Linked DNA regions of Triticum aestivum: region 1 is linked to region 2. A link is a contact called in public Hi-C data. All regions are on one chromosome and are shown on one strand. The core of a region is the stretch at or near the end of the contact, and the rest is flanking DNA. Distances in the headings are between cores, read along the strand shown. Region 1 holds the start of LOC123079545 (60S ribosomal protein L24). Region 2 holds the start of LOC123074900.

Region 1 (6,471 bases), core at 788-3,287, 300 kb before region 2:
AGTTGCACATCATGAGGCTTAAGATTACAGAAGGACTGGCACGATAAATACAGGAATACTAACAGAAGCACTGATCTATAAATAACATAACAAATGTCATCTAATGTTTGTTATAAATACCACGCACAAGCATATCAAACTGTAGGGAGGAATTTGCCCTCAAATTAATGACAGGTGAAATGCAAATTACAAACACACGAGCACATGCAAGCAAATTCTAGCAACATTTCTTTGGCATAAAAAGGGATAATACAGTAACTGCATGATGGAGAATGATAGTCTAAATGTGAAACCTTCTTGTGCTGCTTCCTGTACATTGCTGTCCAGCAAAGCTTTGCAGGCTTCAGGCGGTTGTGGAAGTAGCGCTTGCATTTTGAGTTGGCAAAGAGGAAAACCTGCAGCACAAAATATCTGAATCGTTAATAGGTGGTTCCTGTTTGAAGAATCAACAGAAAAAACTTCTAGGCTTAATACTGATGACCTAGACCATTCAACAACAATATTGGTGATCTTAACATAACAAAGTTTACCTGCGAATCCGAACGAATGAACCTGATACCCTTCCCTGGGTAAATCTTCTGGCCGCTAAAACGGCAAAGCTCGGTCCTGTAGAACAAATAAAACAACAATTTGAGCACTGAAACCACACTTGAGGTATCACTACTATTGAACTAAGTACAGAAGACATGCTAATTTGCAAAAACATATGGCTTACTTCAGAACCATCTTCTCAGCCTTAGAGAACTTTCACAAGCTCCTACCTAAAAATGAGACAAGAAGAACCATGAGCAACACTTAATAAGAACATAAAGCAAGGAAGTGAACACAAAAGAACAATCAACAACAAAGCAGGATCTGTAGCATGGAACAACCACAAAAGCACAATCATCAAAACCTCATATAACCAACAGGGTGTAAATTGTCTACCCTTGTCCATCTCTCATACTAAGTGTGTGATATCAGGCGACTACTGGCTGAAGAAAGTGGAGTAAATCTCTGCTGCAAAGCGGGTTCCCTGTTTCTCTTGCACAACAAAAATATGGCACCTGTGCAACCAGAACGGCTACCATGCCTCAGTACTTGTGCTCTGGTCCAAATGAACCAACCTACAGGCCCAAAAGTAAGCTAATTATCAAGTAGCTACTGTCTACACGTAGGATAAACTCTGGCACAGACAATGTCAGATGCATGTCAAACAAGAATCAAATGGGTGATGTTGGGCGACTACTGGCGGCAGAAAGTAGAGTTCAATCTCTGCTGCAAAGCGGGTTCCCATGTCTCTCTTGCACAACAAATAAATGGCAACTGAGCAACCAGAACGGCTACCGTGCCTCAGTACTTGTGCTCTGGATCCTACTTTACACAAACAAAGAATAACACAACGCCTCAATCGTAAAGGCTGGATGATTATTGGGTAACCACCGGCAGCAGAAACACAAAGAAGCCACTGCTGCAAACTGCGTACCCGTGTACATCTTGCACAGTAAAGATTAGGCCGCCGGAAACTACAACAGCAAATCTGTGTCCGGTGCCCCAGTACCCATGCAAGATCTCACGAACAGCAGGCAAATACTCACTAATGGACGCATCCAGATCACGGAACAACAACCCATGGCGCGCTCCAGCGCGACTAAAGACTGGACTCACGCAAAACGAACGCATCTCGAACAACCACCACGGCGAAACCCTAGGAACCAAGCTACCGCCGGTGACCAAGGCTGCGAATTGAGAGACGCGGCTGCCTATCGTCGGATCCAAACCAACCAGACCTCGCGAAACGAAACGGAGGAACCGGTGGACGAGCGGCGCGGCGGAAGGAGGAGCGGCGGCCGGACGGATTGGCCTAGGAGGACGGGGGAGATGGGGCGGAGGAGAGGGAGGAGAGGATGGGAGGGATACCTTGGGCGAGGAGGAGGCGCGGCGGCGGCGGATGGGGGGAAGTGGGGGGAGATGTGTGCCGCGGGTAGGGTTTTGATGACCTCGCGAGAGGTAGGGTGGGCGTGGGTTGTTGGGCTAATGGGCCGTTCGAGTAGGGTTTGCTGGTCGGAGCCCACTGTTGCTCGACCGGGTTTTTGGTCTTGTAGGCTTTCTCATTTCTCGTGCTACGTCTTTTCTGGGCGACGCCTTCTGTTTTTTGTTTTCTGATGAGGGGTGACGCCTCCTCGTGTGTGTTTTTTTGGGGTAAAGAAGTTTTACTCCATGACAACAGATTTACAGTTAAGAGACAAGAATACGTCAGTACACAGGGCGCAGCCACACATCGGTGGCACATTCAGTGCGGTTGTATCATGTTAGAATAAATCCAAGGCCATACTGTCGATTATCCGAGGACCAAGCAATCACACAAGCACGACACCGAGATTTGTTAACGAGGTTCACCGATATGGCTACATTCCGTGACTATGGGCGCTCCTCCCCATGACACCGTTACAATACCGCACCCGGTCGCCCTGGACGCCGGCACATACCGCCGGCTTCCCCTGCAGTCCGGTGCTATTATATTGACATAGGTTACATTGTGTGTCTACCCCGCTATATATGAGAGGCCTAGGATACAAGTGTCCTACCAGGACACGACTCCGTACCCTGTAAACACAATACAACTCATAGTCCAACTGTAACCTACCTTGTACACTATATTCGACACAACTCTAACAAACTCCACCTTGGCGAATATTCTCCACCACCTTGAGTTCATCAATGCATCAAACTTCCATGTACATTGGACTTGAGCTTATCCCGTGAGCACCGCTGTTACTCCAAAGACTCCATATAACTCCATCTGCAACTTGTAGTCCCTCCTTTTCTTGACCACAGCCAACACTCGAGTAAAATTAAGTTCCTTGTTACTCTAGTTTGTGCTCCCAACTTCCAGAGTTATCTGTCCAACGCAATCACACACTGATCACTGACCTGCGTGAAAATGAACAACTCACATATTGGGTGTCACACATAAGAGTTACCCGAACTCAACATCACCGCTCCTTTCTTGACCGCCTGTCTGGAACTTGAAAGAATTTCACCATTGCTTGTAGTCCCCCCGAGTCAAATTCGCAGTTGTTTCACTACATGTATGACCACCAGAGCCCTGGCCCGTCTCCATGCCCCCGTGCTTACCGCACGCCTCGCCGCTATTACCGCGTCGAGCCTCTGCCGTCCCGGTCGAGTCTCAAGGGCTGCGAAACCACACCACTCAACCTCCACTGCAAAGTACCACCGATCATCACCGACCGATGACGAGTTTCACGCTTCCATCAGACCACTAGGCTCCAGTCCGAACTACATGTCCCTCGCTTTTACCCGTTGCTGATTAGGCTTCGATTCCCTGGATCGTTACACCGTAGCCCCTCAATTCAGCTCCACCTTCAACTTGACTCCATAGTAGATGATTAGTCCACCCTCGCGCCCCGTCGACTTCAAGCTCCGTGTATACATCACCTTGAATCAACCCCGCGCCATAGTCTTGTCGAAGCCGCACAAGCCCTCGGGGCCTGCGCCACGTGTTTCCACGTCCCAGAATTCAGTCACTATCAGCATCACGCTCCTATGTCGTCGTCGCCGATCCCACCACCGTCTTCTGTACCAACCGACTTACGTCGATCCGTCAGACTGTCCAATCCGACCCAGCCGTACATATCCGACTGCAACCATGCTGAACCCTACGTCATGTCCGCCCGCACATCTCCGTGCCTTGCTTTGATGCCCTGTGTGTGCATGATCCATTTGCGAACCTCACGGTAAAACCACGTGCGCACTTAGCAACAAATCCAAAAGAAAAATTGCCTCTTCCGGGTAGCTTCCGTGGATGCACCAAACTTGTGTCCGGCAACTCCCAATGTTTTTTCTCTTTTCACCATGTTGCTAACCTCAAGCCACGTACATACCAGGTGCAGATCTTTTTTTTTTACCAAACAAATCTCATCAGGTGCCTTTGCTACTTCGTATGCTCTTTTCCGTGACTCAGCTTCAAGCAACCCGCAGCCATACACACGACAATTTTGCAGTGCAACTGATCCAGGGCTTCCAGCGCATACGTCTGCCACCGCGTGGGCTTTAGTGTGCACACGCGCCAGCCCATGAGCTGCGTCTGCCACCCATGCGCGCCTCAGACTGGGCCGCCGTGTCTCCACGTTCCTTTGATCACCGTATCGATCTCCTCTAGACCGAGTCCGACCTGGAACACCACGACACGACGCCTGCTCGATCCGACCTCGCCAGGAATCTCGCGCATGTACGCTCGCCCGACCGATCAGCCCGATCGATCGCCGCACGTCTCGCGCTGCCGCTGATGCTTTCGCCTGCCGCCACATGCACACGTGTCTGTCTCTGATGTTGGCTTTTTCCAATTTCGCTGAGAACCACACCGCAAACGGCTGCATCTCAACTTAATTCTTCCTCTAAATCAATGATCCGCAGCCTCCAAACAATCTAGCTCTGATACCACTTGTTAGAATAAATCCGAGGCCATACCGTCGATCATCCGATGACCAAACAATCACACGAGCACGACACCGAGATTTGTTAACGAGATTCACCGATATGACTACATCCCGGGGCCTGACTATGGGCGCTCCTCCCCATGACACCGCTACAATACCGCACCCGGTCGCCCTGGACGCCAGCACATGCCGCCGGATTCCCCTAAGGTCCGGTGCTATTATGTTGGCATAGGTTACATCGTGTGTCTACCCCGCTATATATGAGAGGCCTAGGATACAAGTGCCCTACCAGGACACGACTCCGTACCCTGTAAACACAATACAACTTATAGTCCAACTGTAACCTACCTTGTACACTATATTCAACACAACTCTAACATATCTCACCATACTCTATTCAGACTACGATAAAGTTTTTGAAAAATAAACTCCCGAGCCTCTCTCAAGGCTTTGATCTCCAAAGCAAGATGACTATGAGCCTCTCTCAAGGCTTTGATCTCCAAAAGCAAGATGACTATATGAAGAACGAACAAGTGAGTCATCTCTGAAGATGGATAGGGCTGTAGACGATTCCAACTGCAAAATGACCGAAAGCTCAATATGCTGAACTAACAAAGCCATACCTTGCATCTTCGCATCTATCTGACTAGAAAACTTTAAGCAGCAAAAATAAACGTCCTATCATGGTGTCGCAAGATCATACCGCCGGCGGCTGTACCATCAACTTAAAAAAATACACCATCCACAGAGGACAACCTAAAACAGAGGATCCCCTATTCCACTGTCAACCTATGATCGAAAGCATGCTCCGCTTTCATTAAGGCATTTGTTTTTGGGCAGTCTGTTTTAACACAGTACACTTTCATTTTCGAGCAAAACAGTATATGATTTTTTAATCCCTTTTAAATCCGACGCGCAAATTATTTGATGATTGCACTCACGGTTTCAGGTACAACAACAAATGTATACAACTGATACACGTAACAAATTAAACAGCAAATCCCTACTGGTCGAGAACAAAACTTTTCGATACAGAAAAAATGGTCTGGGCGTTCAGCTGTTTCCTCCGCGTGGATTTCTTCGCCTTGCTGCTTATTATCACGATCAGAAGTAAAAGTATATCTTGTGTAAACTCTTCGCTCCTGCATCGGAATAGATATACCTGCTTTCAGCTAGCATCTTTGTCCGGCTCGGAGCTTACGATCGGTAGGTTCCTTCTGTACTGAGGAGAGGTTAACCTCCTCTCCAACGGTGTCTTCCTCTTGCTCACCACGAATCTGTTCACCCCCTTCCTCATCGGCATTATCTCAGGGAAGTCCTCGTCAGGGATGTTGGCAAGCTCGGAGATGTCCTTGATCTGGGCTGCCCTCCTGAACCATCTCTCGGCCTTGGCTTCCTCAGACATGTCCAGAGGATCAGGGTCCTTCACAGCAGAGCCTTCTAAACTCTTTCCAGTATAACCTCCACTTCCGTAGCTTGAGTAGCCTGTTGCTTGATTAGGGTTAGTGGAACCAATGCCGCAAGTAGCAACCCTGCTATCAGGATGTGAACCACTCGGATTATGGTTGTTGCTGCTGCTCCAAGCATGGTTGTTGCTGTGATTAGTATAGCCGGGCGTATAAGACGGTTGTGTAGAATAGCTTCCCTGATTGTAAGTAGATGTATCTCGACCCTCACTGAAGCTCCCCTGAGAGTAGTTTGTGTTTGGAGCGTGGGTATTCGAAGTGCCACTGGGTCGACCACCTGCCTGATGAGGTTGTGTCTGATACTGATAGTTGCCAGATCCACCTCTGCCATCATTAAACCTCCCCTGGGACTGGGAATAGTTTGTGTTCCAAGCACCAGTATTCGAAGTTCCACTAGATTGATCGCCCACTTCACGAGGTTGCTGTTGATGCTGATAGTTGTTAGATCCACCTCTGCCATCATTAAACCTCCCCTGGGAGTGGTTTGTGTTCCAAGCAACAGTATTCGAAGTGCCACTAGATCGATCACCCACCTCGTGAGGTTGCTGTTGATGCTGATAGTTGTT
Region 2 (6,413 bases), core at 627-3,126:
CCTGTGTTAGCACTCCCCCAATAGTGTGCAGCAGGGTATGGCTTATACCAGGTGGGGCATACATCCATATGATGGCCAGCAGTTTTACAGATGAAACAATTCCTGGGCAGAGAGCACATCCCAACAAAGTGTCCAGGCAGTCCACAGTTATAGCATATGGCTCCAATGAACTTCGGATCAACATTGTAAGGTGCACTCCCCTCCACATCACTGTTGCTCTGTGTCTGATCAGCATTGTTGTCCACAGCCCCCCCCTTTGGGATATTTCTTCTTCTTGTTTTTGCTAGATCCAGAGGGTAAAGCTGGGCCATTGCCACCAGACGAGCTCCCGGAGTTGAAAGGTAGTTGCTATTGGTATGGCAGCATGCCTGGCTGCAAAGGAAACTGATAAGGGAATTTTTGCTGTTGCATAGGCCACTGACTTACACCCTGGAATTGAGCATATCCTCCTGGTGGAAATCCTGCATACATCTGGCCCTGTGAGAACATATGATTCGGTTGAGGCAGAGGAACAATCGGTGGCCTGGAGTAGATAGAGATGGGAGGCATCTGGGTCGCAGGAGCTCGAGCAGTCTGGTGTTGCGTCTCCCCTCCTCCTGATGATTTGGGGTTAGCAGTCCCACCACGCCCTGTCTCATTTCTTCCCCTCCCTGCTGCATATCTCCCTCCTCGTGAACCCTCTCTTCCAGCTCCGGCCATCCTTTTGACCACAACAGCAAATGGAATTCTCCCGTGCTCTCTAGCCCAACAATCCCTGGAGTAAATGAACTGCTTCGGAAGGGGCAGGTGATCAGCCACTCCAACAGGGTGGCAATCTTTGGCAGAGAACTCTCCACGCTCAAACAAATCTTTCCTGACCCACACTAGCGAGTCAGGAGGAGCCCTGCAGCGGCGACGGAGATGAACCCTAGCTTGGGGAACAGACTGGGCCTTGCTCTCTCTTATAGGATCTGTAGGAAGCGTCTTCTGCTTGGGCATCTCCCCTTTTCGAGCGCCAGCCAACCAGCAGTCGCCAAGTGTCTCTAGCTCGGGCCTCACATCCACCACACACCCGACAAGCAGGGCCCTCCATGCAGTGACAGAGCACCCCCCATAGTTTTTTCTCGCCGGAGAAGAAGTAACCAACGCCGGCGGCGACGTCGCCCGCCGATTCTCACGCTTATGTGCCACTTGAATCGGAGAGCCAGGAGGCGTGGATTGAAAATTATGGCAAGTAGCAGCAGAAATCCCCTCCAGAGCCCTCACCTCCACTTGGGAATCCGCGCTCAATCTCGACTGGCCGCCGTCGACGAGGATGCGTGCTGCGAAGATGCACCTGATGGTATCACCCCCAGCATGCACTCCCACCGCCGCGCCCTCCATGGATCCTTTGACTTCGCCTCCGCCCGCGCCCACATCACAACCGCTGCCGGCGGGGATTGGGGGAAGGCGGGCATCCTTGCCCTCTCCTCCATCGTGGCCTCGTCGTGGATCAATTTCGCCAGGGTCCTCTGCTCCAGATCCGCCCTCCTCTGACAGGTCCCCGCATATTGCAGCGCCATAGATCTCGTGCTCGGGTCTGTCGCCGCCACCACCACCCGATCCGCCGCTTTCCACTCCTGAACTCGCCAGATCCATGACGCGGTGGCGTCGCGGATCCTGATCGCCCGCTCCACCCAACTCCGAGCCCCAGTCACCATGAGCACTCCCTGCGGAACTGGTGAGATCAATCTCAGAATCTCCGGAAAGGCTTCGTGGATATGACGAGGCAACTGGGGAGGGGAAGGGGGTGCGGCCGCGCTCGGCGCCCGTGGTCCTCGTCGGCGAGGAGGCATGTCGAGTGGATAGCGCGGCGAGAGCTGCGGTGGATCTGGCAATGGCGAGCGGGAGGCGTGAGGTCGCCGTGGTTGCGAGCGGGGGAGCGGATGAGCATCAGATTTTAGTAAAGTTTATTTTTGTAATATATACGTTTAGAATATCGGAAAGTATTAAAGTACAATAAATAAATCAAAAACCAAAAAGACCCAGAAAAAGAATGATTCAGTGGATTCGTGCGCGCCTGGGCGGCCCAGTATGGGGCTCGCTTCAGGCGAGGCTACGATCGAACTCGCGTCGAGCGAGGTATAGGCGCGCCCATGCCGTACCCTCAAAAATCAAAAATAAATCTACGAATGCCGGACTAGTCTACATAAACGGACCCACGGAACGCAGATAAAAATGCACGACAGGAGCAGATACCTACTAGCTACCGTCCTACCGATATTTCCCGTGGATCCACGCATGCGGTGAGCATCCACTGCATCTGAGCTCTCCTGGACTCCGACGCACTCTGCGGCGTCGTTGACCACCGCAGCCCAATCATACGGGGGCACGCATGATGTTCAGCCTCCGCACGGCGCATCGCCCCCACTGTGCCGGACACATTGCGATGCGCACTCGTCGACGCACCGGGCCTGCGCACGCGACACCTCGCCCTTGGCCGCAGGTCAGTGTCACCCAGCTCGGACGCATGAACGCGGACGGACGGGTCCAGCCGGAAAAATCCAGAGAAGCGAAAAGGCCCCAGCACAACACAGGCACTGTCGTGCGCACGCAGAGACAAGAGCTCAACATGGCGCGTGAAGTTGACTTTTGAGCGGGAGGGAGGGACAAAGGACCAAGGAGAGGCCCTCCCCGTGGTATAAAATACCCCTCACACCCACCACCCAAGGCACCATTGTCGCACGCAGCAGCTCGATAGCCAAGTGCAGTGTATACTTGTGCGGTAGGCGGCGAGCGAGAGAGCCTAGACGCTCGACGGAAGAGAGGCGGAGCTTGGAGGTGGTTCATAGCACGGTGCTCCCCTCCCTTGCTCTGCGTTTTCGTTGTGGTGAAGATGGCGATATCGATGGAGCGCAGGAAGATGAAGCCCGTCCTTGCTCTCGTGCTGCTGCTGTCGTGCCATCTTCTTCTTCCGCTGGTCTCCTCCGTGCCTGTGTCGAGTAAGTGTTTGACCTCCAACCCCATGCACGCATGCATGGACCTTACTTAATATCAGTTCATCTTCTTTCTTGGCATGTGTATGTGCATGCATGCATCTTAATTTTGAGCCTTGCTCTCGGATGTAGGAAGCGTGGCCTTGGGAAATCATCTAGCCTCAGCTTCTAGTCTAACTCTGGAGGCGGCGCCTGTTCAGGTCAATCTCTCACTCTACCTGATGCCTTTGCCGTTCTTGTAGATGTACAGTATATTTCTGTTAAGCGGATTAAATTAGTTGTGGCTTGATGATAGATGTCGATTGTTACTTGTACACAGTCATACGTACCTGGCTCTGGCTTCTTCTGCTTGCCAGTGGCCGGAGCCGTCACCATGAATGGCTTGCCTGTTCCCTTGTCCGTTTCAGTATTCAGAGGCTCGAAGCTAGCGCATACATTGTGCCGAGACGGCACTAGCTAGCAGGAAACATAATTGATAATTCTTTCTACATATTAACCATTTGACTAGGGAGGGAGCTAGCGCACTCACACTCAGAGTTTAAGTCAAGTGCTCTCTGTAGCTGGTGTCCACCATAGAGCACTGACGCGGCACCCACAGTTTGACAAAATTGCATGTGACCTTTGGACGCTCGGAAGAGCATTCCCGAAGCTGTGTCGGCCGGTTGCCAGTGCACTGATCCCATCCCCAGCCACATGCATGCACGGCTAGATGGCCGGCCGCAGTGCAGCCCACATGCGTGGCCACTCCTCATAAGCCATTCGTAGTTGTATTGCACCCACCCACACGATCGAAAGGTCCACCTCGCTGGTGCAACAAGAACATTCCCGCTCCCGGTGTGGTGTTTGCCAGCAAGTTGCAAACTGAGTGCATGCATCTAGAATATGTATATTCAGCTTGAGGTGTGTGACACTAACGCGGCTTTTGCTGTCCATACAGGGCGTGGTGACCGCGGCCGCTGAGGAGCGAAGCGTCGTCGGCGAAGTGGTGGCGCGGATGGACATCGAGGTCAACGACTACCCTGGATCCAGCGCCAACGGCCGCCATGAGCCGCCCAGGAGCCCCGGGCGGGGGTGAAGTCGATCCGCAGAACCTCCGTGTATAGGGAGATTAGTAATGGCTCTTCTCTAGTCTAGATAGCGCTTGAAGTCCGGAAGATACTTGTTGGTGGCGAGTCCAACGGGTTAAACATGTTTCTGCTAGCTCTCAAGAGCAAGGAAAGAAGCATTCTAAGCACTTTTCGATAGTGTCAAAAATGGTCTTACATTTTGGGACGTAGGGAGTATATTATATGCGTGTACCCATATGTTCATGTTTTTCATTCTTTTGATAGAGTATGGACATCTGTGTATGTCAATTTGTACTCAATGACACCAAATGAACAAGACCGAGCGGGGAGAATTCTATCTTTGCTTCTTTTGCTAGCTATTTTAAGTATTTCTGTGCTCCTCAATAGTGACACAATAGCTATCTGTACTCGAGTTAATTTGTATTTGAGTAAGTTGATTTTATGGGAGGACAAACAGTTGAAGAAGGAAGGAGCTGAATGAAGGAAAAAGAAAGAAGAACAACTATTGGATCTTAATCTAATGGCATAAAAAATCGACTTATTCAAAATAAATTTTCACGCACCAGTCCCCATTTCTCGTGCAGCCGATGTCGACTTCCGCAGTTAATTCCGTTGCGTGCTTGAAGCACCTTCTCAGCTGTAATGATCAACAGCTCAACAAGGACTGCAAACTGTGCAACCACGGGTGTAGAGTTCAACATGGCACAAGTCGGCCGATAGCTAATGAAGTTAAGAATGAACAGTAGTGCGGTGTCAACATATATCAACAGATCTGAAAGGCAGAATGTACGGATTGATATGGGAGCAGAGGGATCGGCCGATTAGAAGCTAAATCTGGATCGCTGGTGTGCGTTCCTTTCAACGGAGATAAGCAGAACCATAAGCATGGACGTGCGGATCTAGGGTAAACCTTATATGCCGCTTTTTTTTTTAGATAGAGAGTACCTTTTTTTTGTTGAGAAAAAATACCTTTTATTACTCAAAGTTCACAGAATGTGGGATACAAATTGGGTCATGTGGCTGGCCTAACCACACATAACGCCCTGGAAGTAAAGATAGTGCATGTTTAGCTAATTTGTGGGCTTCTACATTAGCCTCACGCCTTTTAAAAGTAAATCTACAAGTAGAAGATGGTGACCTTGATCTGATCTCTCTGATAATAACTCCGTAATCTCCCTTACTACCTTTAGCAATGTCATTGATCACCTGCTTGCAGTCGGATGCAACAATGTAGTGGTGTTGATTGAGATCCTCCGCCAATGCAATGGCTTCCAGTGTGGCTGCATCGCAAACTCCGGCAATCACTAAAGCTGAGCTGCCCATGAAAACTCCTTGACTATCTCTGCAGATAGCTACTGCCGACCCCCTCTCTGTGGGCGAACCCCCGTGTATCTTCGCATAATCTGCTGGAGGGGCCTTCGGTCGAATGACCAAATGTATAGATCTCGCCGTTGCTTGGCTCTGTTTCCTGGGCTTCCTCACTGCCTCCAAGTCTTGGATATAGCGTGTTATAAAGGCCCTTATCGCATGTGGGGTCTGGAATATAGCTTCATGTATGGTCTTACGCCGAGATGTCCAGATAGCCCAAAGTGTCACCGCCAGCAGGGTGAATTGCTCATGTGATAGCGATCCCATCAGGTTGAAAAGCCAGCTCTTGGCGCGATTCTCAGTTGTAGCCATCAGGGTGCAGCACAGCTCTTCATCAACTAACGCCCATGTACACCTGGAGACGGTGCATTCGATGAGAGAGTGGCGCCATGAATCAGCGGCGCCGCAGAAACCGCAGGAGCTCGTCGTGGTCATGTTGCAGTGTTCCCTCACATCTTCCGTTGGCAGAGGTTGCTTCGAGAGCCTCCACAAAAGCATACGTACTTTCGATGGCACTTCCGTCTTCCAGAGAGTTTTCCATGAACCCGACTCTGAGAGTGTTGATGAGGAGGCCCCGGATCCCTCCAGCCAAGCTTCTCTCCTTTGCCTCGTCGTCACTAGCATATTGTAGGCCGAACGAACCGTAAACTGGTCGGTTCTTTCATGAGCCCAACTCCAGTAATCCTGCATGGGTGTCGTACAAAGTGGAATACTTAGCACGACCTTCGCATCAAAAGCCAGGAACGTGGCGTCGATCTTTTGCTTATCCCATGTTGCGCTAGTATGATCTATCAATTCCGCCACTGTGGCCGGTGGAGTGCTTGTAATATAGCCATATGGCCTCATCATCTACGGACGAGGGAGCCAATTGTCGTTCCAAATATCCGTGCTTTCTCCGTTGCCAATCTGCTTGATCAGGCCCAGCTTCAACGTGTCTCTTCCTTCGACTAGGGCTCGCCCTATCTGGCTTGGATGACTCCCAAGGGCAGCGTCCAGGATAGTGGTGTTCGAGAAGTACATGCTC

What was found. Hi-C and Micro-C count contacts between places; a contact is called where the count stands out from the background.
Region 1: a contact with region 2 is called in a Hi-C map of leaf, with 3 times the contacts expected there. The contact joins the promoter of LOC123079545 here to the promoter of LOC123074900 in region 2. A contact is called at or near these places in 3 of 5 Hi-C or Micro-C datasets (all in leaf).

The regions. Positions count from the first base shown.
Region 1 is chr3D:445,907,418-445,913,888 of IWGSC CS RefSeq v2.1, reverse strand. LOC123079545 (60S ribosomal protein L24) reads right to left here and starts at 2,037. Exons shown (of 6, transcript XM_044502323.1): 1 at 1,900-2,037; 2 at 716-761; 3 at 531-606; 4 at 294-395. The coding sequence starts at 726. LOC123079544 (zinc finger protein VAR3, chloroplastic) reads right to left here. Exons shown (of 5, transcript XM_044502322.1): 5 at 5,305-6,471. The coding sequence ends at 5,608.
Region 2 is chr3D:445,603,534-445,609,946 of IWGSC CS RefSeq v2.1, reverse strand. It overlaps LOC123074900, which reads right to left and starts at 1,876. Exons shown (of 3, transcript XM_044497632.1): 1 at 1-1,876. The coding sequence starts at 311. It overlaps LOC123074899, which reads left to right and starts at 2,657. Exons shown (of 3, transcript XM_044497631.1): 1 at 2,657-2,960; 2 at 3,087-3,154; 3 at 3,892-4,360. The coding sequence starts at 2,855. The coding sequence ends at 4,029.